Linked DNA regions of Gasterosteus aculeatus: region 1 is linked to region 2. Evidence: chromatin contacts called from public Hi-C data. All regions are on one chromosome and are shown on one strand. The core of a region is the stretch at or near the end of the contact, and the rest is flanking DNA. Distances in the headings are between cores, read along the strand shown. Region 1 overlaps znfx1 (zinc finger, NFX1-type containing 1). Region 2 overlaps LOC144389000 (a long non-coding RNA gene).

Region 1 (3,792 bases), core at 766-3,265, 250 kb before region 2:
TGATTAGGTTTTATTTAGCTAAAAGGCAGCGGCGTTTTTAATAAGTTCAGCCGTAACTCGAATACGAGGGGTGAGCCAAACTATACCACAAGCTACATCCTCCAAAATGAGGTCACGCAAAACCTCACAGAGGCTGTTAACTCGCTAACGTGCAAGATAGCTGGAGGGAAGCAGAGATTTATGCATTCAAATAAAACGTATGTACAGAAAAAAAAGGAAACCTGTTTTGTTCTCGCAGAATGATCGGCCGTTCCTGATGATTGAGACCACGGCGTACTTTGAGGCTTATCGCTACGTCCTGGATGGTCTGAAGGAGCTGGAGGAGGACAACCTGCCCTTCCAGAGGTTGAACCAGTGTTTCTTTTGTTTTGAGTTTTATGTTCTGCGCAGCAACATTCAAAGTCGGTTCTTTTTATTTGATCTCTTCGACAATAACCACAGAGTTCTGAAACGGCACCAACACGTCCCGCCTCTTTTTGCTCTTCAGCTGTTTTTAGACTGTTCAACACTATTTAGACCACAGAAAAGGAGCAATGGCAAAGTCTTTTTTCTGTTCCCTGCTGATTATACATTCATATGCAGATGTCTCTTTGGAGAGATTTCGAGTAGTTAACATTATTACGTCGGTCTAATTGCTTTTGTGATTGTTCTCCACTTGTGCTAATGGAACGCTGTTTTTAACATTCATCATCAACCCGCAGCCGTCACCTGCGGCTGCTTTTCAGCGAGAGCTGCACAGGCTCCCTCTAATGCTGAAGGCATTTGAGCTTCATCATGATTATTGAACTGCAGTTCAACCGAACGTTTTAAATGGTCCTCTTGGAGGCAAAACATTAACCGCGTGTCTATTAATGAGAAGTCTCTCCACCCTCCTCCTACAGATAGTCGATGCTAAAAGGAATGATAAGATCCATGATATGTCCAGGTACATCGTGGAGTGCAGCAAGGATGTGCTAGCCCCAGCGTATCTGCGATGGAACGACTCTTACGACCTGAAGTCTGTTGCTGACCCCGAGCATAAGTGCAACATGAAGCCCTTTCACAGCCTGGCGGAGAACACCTGGCCAAGAAAGGAGGCGCTGGGGCTGGATGAGTCTCAGATGAGAGCCCTCCGTATGGCCCTCACAAAGGAGCTGACCATCATACAGGGACCTCCTGGCACTGGTGAGGCATTGAAAAGACATTGTTGGAAGATGACGACCACATCGATACGTGAACGATGTGTGCATGTAATTCTGTTCACCGTCGCTAAACGACAAATCCATCAACGCGCATCCGGCGTCTTCTATTTTTCTCAGGAAAAACCTACGTTGGCCTTAAGATTGCCCGCGCTTTGTTGACCAATCAGGCTCTGTGGAGAGAGGGAGGAGACGGAGCTCCAATGCTGGTAGTGTGTTACACTAACCATGCCCTGGATCAGTTCCTTGAAGGTAAGCAGCGATGCCAATAAGTTCAGAGTTGCACGTTGGTTTTGATTGGTTCTGGATTTAAAAAGAAGAGGTTTTTATTTTTGTAATTTCCGAAACTTTTGCTAATGCGCCTCACAGCCTCCAGGGTTTTTTCTTCACAAACTTGTACTGAAGAATCCATCCTGCAGAAATGTAAGACCAATGAGCTTTTTTGTTTGGCCTCTGCTTCCAAAAGGTATTCACAAATTTCTGCCAGAAGGAATAGTGAGAGTAGGAGGGCGCAGCAACAGTGAGATCCTGAAGCGTTTCAATCTGAAGGAGCTGTCCCGCTCCCCTAAGTTCAAACAAGTGCTGCCGTCTTCGCTGAGTCGTGCTTACGGTCAGGTGAGCTGCCGCTGAGTCACCTGCAGTGTGAGCTCGATGTTTCAAGCCGCTCCAAACGTCTTTTTCTCTCGTTCATTGCAACATGTTGAGAATAAATGAAAAGATAATGGATACGAGAAACCCAATTGCTGAACCCAACACACACACACACACAAACTCACAACCCTGCCACCTTGCTCATCCTGTATTTCTCATTCTCCGAGTCGCTGGTTCTGAACACACACTGCAGCGCCCGCCATAATTAGTTAATCAAATATCATTATAATGCTGCCAACTAACTACTGTCCCTGTATATCAGGTTTACAAGCAGGTGCGTGAGGCGGAGAGAGGGATCCAGAATGAGGTTACCAGGCTGGAGTGTTCTCTGAAAGGCATCCTGCGGGAAGACGCCTTACAGAAATTCATCTCACACAGACACTGGAACAGTCTGCACCGATCTGTGAGGGGAATCCGCCCGAAACATTTCACGTAAACCTAGATAGACCGTATAGACGAAGACAAACACAAACTCATCACTTCCTGTTTATGAAATGCTTCGCAGAAAGGGGAAGGTTTATGGGCGCGGGATGTGAAGAGGAACTATCCGATCATGGAGTGGTTGGGTTTGAATACCACCATCCTCCTGCAGAGGGAGACAGAGAATGCAAATGCACATCCAGGTGAGGCTTTTATTCCACCGGCACTCACTGAACTAAAAGAACTAAAACCTTATCCGTGTGACTGGATGAGTTAAATTAACACAAGATTCCTTCCAAAGAGGCCTTTGCATTTTCTCTTCAAACTATTGAAAAGCCTAATAGCACCTCTCTCATTTACAAGGATGAATTAACAGTTTAATAAACTCGCAATTTTTGGGATACGTTGCAAATGTCATCGACTGAAAGCAGCGTCAACTATGAGACACAGACGATCTGGACTGTCATTACCTTTTACTTACTCTCAACCATTAGATATAAATGGCTGCGAAAGCATTACAAATGGATTTCACGGATAATGTAATCTCGGGGGGGGGGGGAAAGAATAGGATTCATGGTAAATATGTGGCGATATTGGAGAATGGGACTTCATCAGAATAGAAGCTCGCTCTCTAATTGTCCACCTACTTCAAAGTAAATTGATGTGATCGGCGCCGGACGCCTAAGTGGTGAAGTAACCGGATCAGGCGGCTATCGTTTTAGTTTCATTGCCAGTCGACAGCATTTGGTGCAGCTGAAATGAAACCTTCAAAAGTGCTTCAAAAGAAAATGGCAAAATGACCATTCGATTCTAAACGTAAAATGGCCGCAGCTGGATTTTGCACAATAATAAACAATCCGGAACCCATTTCAGATTTTTATTTTCTAAAAGTAATTATATTTATCATTCATCTCCATGCAACTTTAAAAATTGTAGATTTAACCGCTGTCGAACTGATTTCAACCCCAATGTTTTGGAATAAAGCTGCAGAGAAATTGGAATCGAGGGAGAAGCTCATTGCCATCCCACAAGAAGCCGATCTGATCATGGAGGAGCGCTTTGTTGAGGACAGCGTTAGTGGCAGAGACGACAGAAGCAACGAGGACGAGGAGAAGGATGTCAGAGCAGTGGAGGAGCGGATGCTGGCTATGAACCTGGACGCGCACGAAATCCAGGCCGAGCAGAGCGACGAAGGATGGGAGGTGAAATTAGGAGATTTGTCATGTGGACATTTTAATGGGATTGACGTTTAATGAGTATTTTTGCAATCCGTGACCAATCAGACGATGTGATTGTGGAGGCATTTAGTTCTCTAATGCAACCGTGAAACGCGCTGCACTTTACTACGGTCCTAATGGTGTCATTACAACATGGCTGAATACACTTCATCTGGATGATGCTGTAGCATCGTCATACCCTCCTTTAAAACACCACACCCAACCCCTGAAATGGTCATTTCAAATTTGAATGAATTCAATTGAAGGGGCGACAAAAAAGTCTTACCACAAAAGTCTTTTGAAGTTCAAGAGTGACCGTGTTCTGA
Region 2 (3,632 bases), core at 1,083-3,582:
CGCCTTGTCAACACCCACATCGTAACCCTCACGATATAAAACCAATAAACCGAGCATCCAGTTGGCTTCACTGTACACTAGCTTTTCATTGAATTGTTTTTTTTTTTCTTCCCAATATGCTGTTTTGATGCAAACCTGTTAAATCCAGACAACCAATTGATTTCACGCGTTTCAGAGATACGTTAAAAATAGTGAGAATAGGAGTGCTGTGGTTTCATAGAAATAGTTGTGTGATTGTTTTCTGATTGCTTTATTGTGCGTGTGATATGGATTTATTTTCAGCACCGGAGGGTTGAAAGGACACACACATAATATCATGGATGCACTCCACAAATGCACTCATAGACGGTGCCGCATCATTACTCGTGGTCCAGGTAACCAACGGAAACGTGTGACTTTACAAGTCCTACCACTTTCCTAACAATTGGAAAATTTAAGAAAAAGTACAGTTCACCAACGGCTTCATGATCAACGTGCATGTGAGTCCCAGCCAAACATCACACCATTACACCTCCTCAGCTGTCGTACAGATGGCGACATACGTCGCACGCCATCTGAAAACCATGTTCTCTAAACTTCAGAAGTACACTTCACACGTTGCCAAATATAGGCTGTGGAATGTAGGCTAGTAATATGTTTTCTCAACCCCGAAGAGGCTCCCAAATACCCACAACCGCCCCTCCCGTTTTCACAAGAGTACTGAAGGTGAAGCGTAATAAACTCACCAAGGCATTTGGAAGTGAAGGATTGGACTCCAGACAACCGTCTTCGGAGAACTCAAGGCTTGTGCCATCTGGAGGCAGGGGAGTGTGGTAGCCACTGATATCGATCATCTTTTTACACTTTACTCTCACAGATGGTAAATAAAGCTCCATCTGGGTGCAGGTGTCGGTGCTTTGATGTAATGAAAAAGGGCCGCAACAAAATGGCCATAGAAATATTTGTCCTGACCATTCTAAAGTTTGCTTTAATTAGGACCTTTCAATGCGTGGTTCTTTTGAGAGTTCAAAGTAGCTACTGCTGTGTGTGTGTGTGTGTGGAGGGGGGGTGTTGCTATATAACTACATTTTCCCCTCTGATACAAACTGTACTGCACAGTAAATACCAAAGTATATCACAACCTTTTAAGAGTTTTGTGCATTTTATTTCGTGGTTGTCGTCCGCCAACGTGGAATGATTATCATTGTGGTTTCTGCTTTACAAAGTCATGGAAAAGCGTCTTTTGACGGTAAACAACGTTACCATGCTGCCCTCAAGTGGTCAACCATCATTATCACATGTGTCCTGGTCTTGACGTTTTGGTCATCATCATCACTATGCTCATCCTCATCATCAGAACATGAAGGCCAACATTAGGCCCCCCTCCTTTTTTAATCGATTGAACCAGCTGATAAATGAATCCCACTGTACGTCTGCCGTAACGTGCTCATCCAAACTGGGTGAGAGGGACGTGTGTGCCCGGTGGGAGAATCTTTTTTATTTGCATTACAGTTCCAAATGTGAATCTGGTGGAGCAGGAAAAAAGGGAATAATCGGAGCATTTGACGAGTAGGCGTGAATCATCGGCTCTGACAACAAGTCTGTCCGGCCACTGGATGTCGCTGCTTACCGCTGTCTCAACCGCCTGCATTTTGCAGGGACGCTCAGATGCAGTAAACAGAGACAATTACAGGAGACAGTCTCATGTACATTTTTTATTTTTAAATCGAAATGAATGTCATTGATTTTTCCATTTTCATCATTATCCATTTCTACATACAAATCATTACACTTGATGATAAACATTGGTTGGCTGGTGAAATTGTTTTCAACATGCACTTTTTTGGCAACATTACAAATTGATTTATCCATATTGGTGACGTACTTATTTTACAGTAGGGTAAGCTCATTGTCCTTGCTTTATAAGATGCTTTGAGGTGCTGCATCTTCTCATTGGCAGACTGTAACATTTTGTGCAATAATATTATTGAAATTAATAATTTAGAGAACATGGAGGAAATGCAGCAGCAAAGAATTGGTTTAAAAAAATGATAATTGCAAAAAGATACAGTTGCCTTGTGGAAAATGCCACTGATGGCCATTAAGTGTATGAGTCTAAGATGTTTGCAGTCTATTCCAGCACAGCTAACATCTTGCATGTGTTTGTTGGGGCTGAGCTGTGTGTGGAACACACACACACACACAAGGGAAAAACTGTATTAAATAGTTCCATCTAAGGCCCTCAGTACTTCCACTTGCTTTGTTTTGTCTCCAACCGGGCCACTATGTGGTGAGTGTAATCAAGCCTGGAGCCAGAGAGGTAGAGAGACAGAGACGGAGCGAGAGAGAGAGAGAGGGAAGATCCATCTGGCCCTCACCTGGAGGGTGTACTTGTGTAACATACATGCTGCATCCTATCATAATAAAGCGCTCCAATCTATCAAAGTCAAATTCAAAAACACAGGACAAAAATGATGTGTGCATCTTTCTTTCGGTTAAGTTTTTTTTTACTTTATTAATTTATTTATAGCTGTCACTTCACCTTGCTGATGATGCTGCCATTGACAGTATATTAATTCCAGTCTCATACATATTCCAATTTTTCCAGTCACATGTTCTGAACGAATGAACTGTTGGCCTAATAAATTATTCTGACCGTTTGTATGCAAAATAATAAGTAAGATGGTGATTGTCGGGAATAGTTCTCTGATGTTGTATTTTATCACTCGTCTTTACAATTTTTCCAATGCAGATCATGATGTCACTCGAAGGTTCTGAATGCTTTACATTGCCTCACAGGAGACGCTCATCAGAGATTCACAGATGGTTTCTTTGGGAGTGGACATACAGCTTATTGTCATGGTACTGCAATTATCTGTATTCTGGGAGAAAAAAAACACAGAATTGCATGCTAGGGAGTGAGAGGGATAAATACAATAAAAACAGCCATCTTATATACAGACATGGCGGTTTACATCTTGTATGGTGTGTGAGAGTCTAACTGCTGAGAGATGTGTTTAGTAGGTGGAACTATTTGTCAAACATTGGCACGAAAAGTGAGGTTCTGGGGGGACGTGCCAGTGTGCGGCTTCGCTCTCTTTTTCCCTGCATCTTTTTTGTGTATTCATATGCTGTAGGTATGCATATGTTTGCGTTTGTGTGGTTCCTTTGCGTGTTTGTTTGTGCATGCATGCATGCGCGGAAATATGCATATCTAGACTGCTCTTGTGTTGTTGTTTTTATCGGCATGTTTTAACATGTGAACATCTGTATATATTTATTAAAGTCAACTCAATATTGCCTGTCCATCCGTATACGGACACAAAGTATTGACAGTTAACCCTACCCCTATTTATGCATAACAACACTAACAAAGCATAGTGCTTAGATCATAACTTAATTTTCCTGTAATAATAAGGCGTGTTGTTGTATTTGAATATCCTGACGAATCATATTCACAACTTTCAATGAGGCAATTGTGCAATACTAACATTATTCTAGGGAACAGGATTCTCATGTTGCAAACTATATGCCATATAATGGACTATGTGATAAGTACATCTGCGACATCTTTCTAGCACTCAAAGAGTACCAGTCTCTCCTTCTGACTATAGGTCATTTTATAATTGACCCTGTGGTATCACTAAGGAGAT

What was found. A called contact is a pair of places that touch in the nucleus more often than the background predicts.
Region 1: a Hi-C map of skeletal muscle shows a contact between it and region 2, with 5 times the contacts expected there. The contact joins two enhancer-like sites. A contact is called at or near these places in 4 of 6 Hi-C or Micro-C datasets (liver, skeletal muscle and tail fin).

Annotation. Positions count from the first base shown.
Region 1 is chr17:5,390,419-5,394,210 of fGasAcu3.hap1.1, reverse strand. It overlaps znfx1 (zinc finger, NFX1-type containing 1), which reads left to right. Exons shown (of 19, transcript XM_040203185.2): 7 at 239-345; 8 at 926-1,164; 9 at 1,299-1,430; 10 at 1,645-1,793; 11 at 2,092-2,232; 12 at 2,335-2,452; 13 at 3,234-3,451. Among protein-coding and RNA genes, the nearest start is that of tbc1d20, 6.5 kb to the left of the region's middle. Within about 2 kb of position 2,015, at least 1 of the 9 cell types and tissues checked has open chromatin away from gene starts, as enhancers often do.
Region 2 is chr17:5,136,366-5,139,997 of fGasAcu3.hap1.1, reverse strand. LOC144389000 (a long non-coding RNA gene) reads right to left here. Exons shown (of 3, transcript XR_013453317.1): 3 at 1,683-2,861. Among protein-coding and RNA genes, the nearest start is that of LOC144389000, 16 kb to the right of the region's middle. Within about 2 kb of position 2,332, at least 2 of the 9 cell types and tissues checked have open chromatin away from gene starts, as enhancers often do.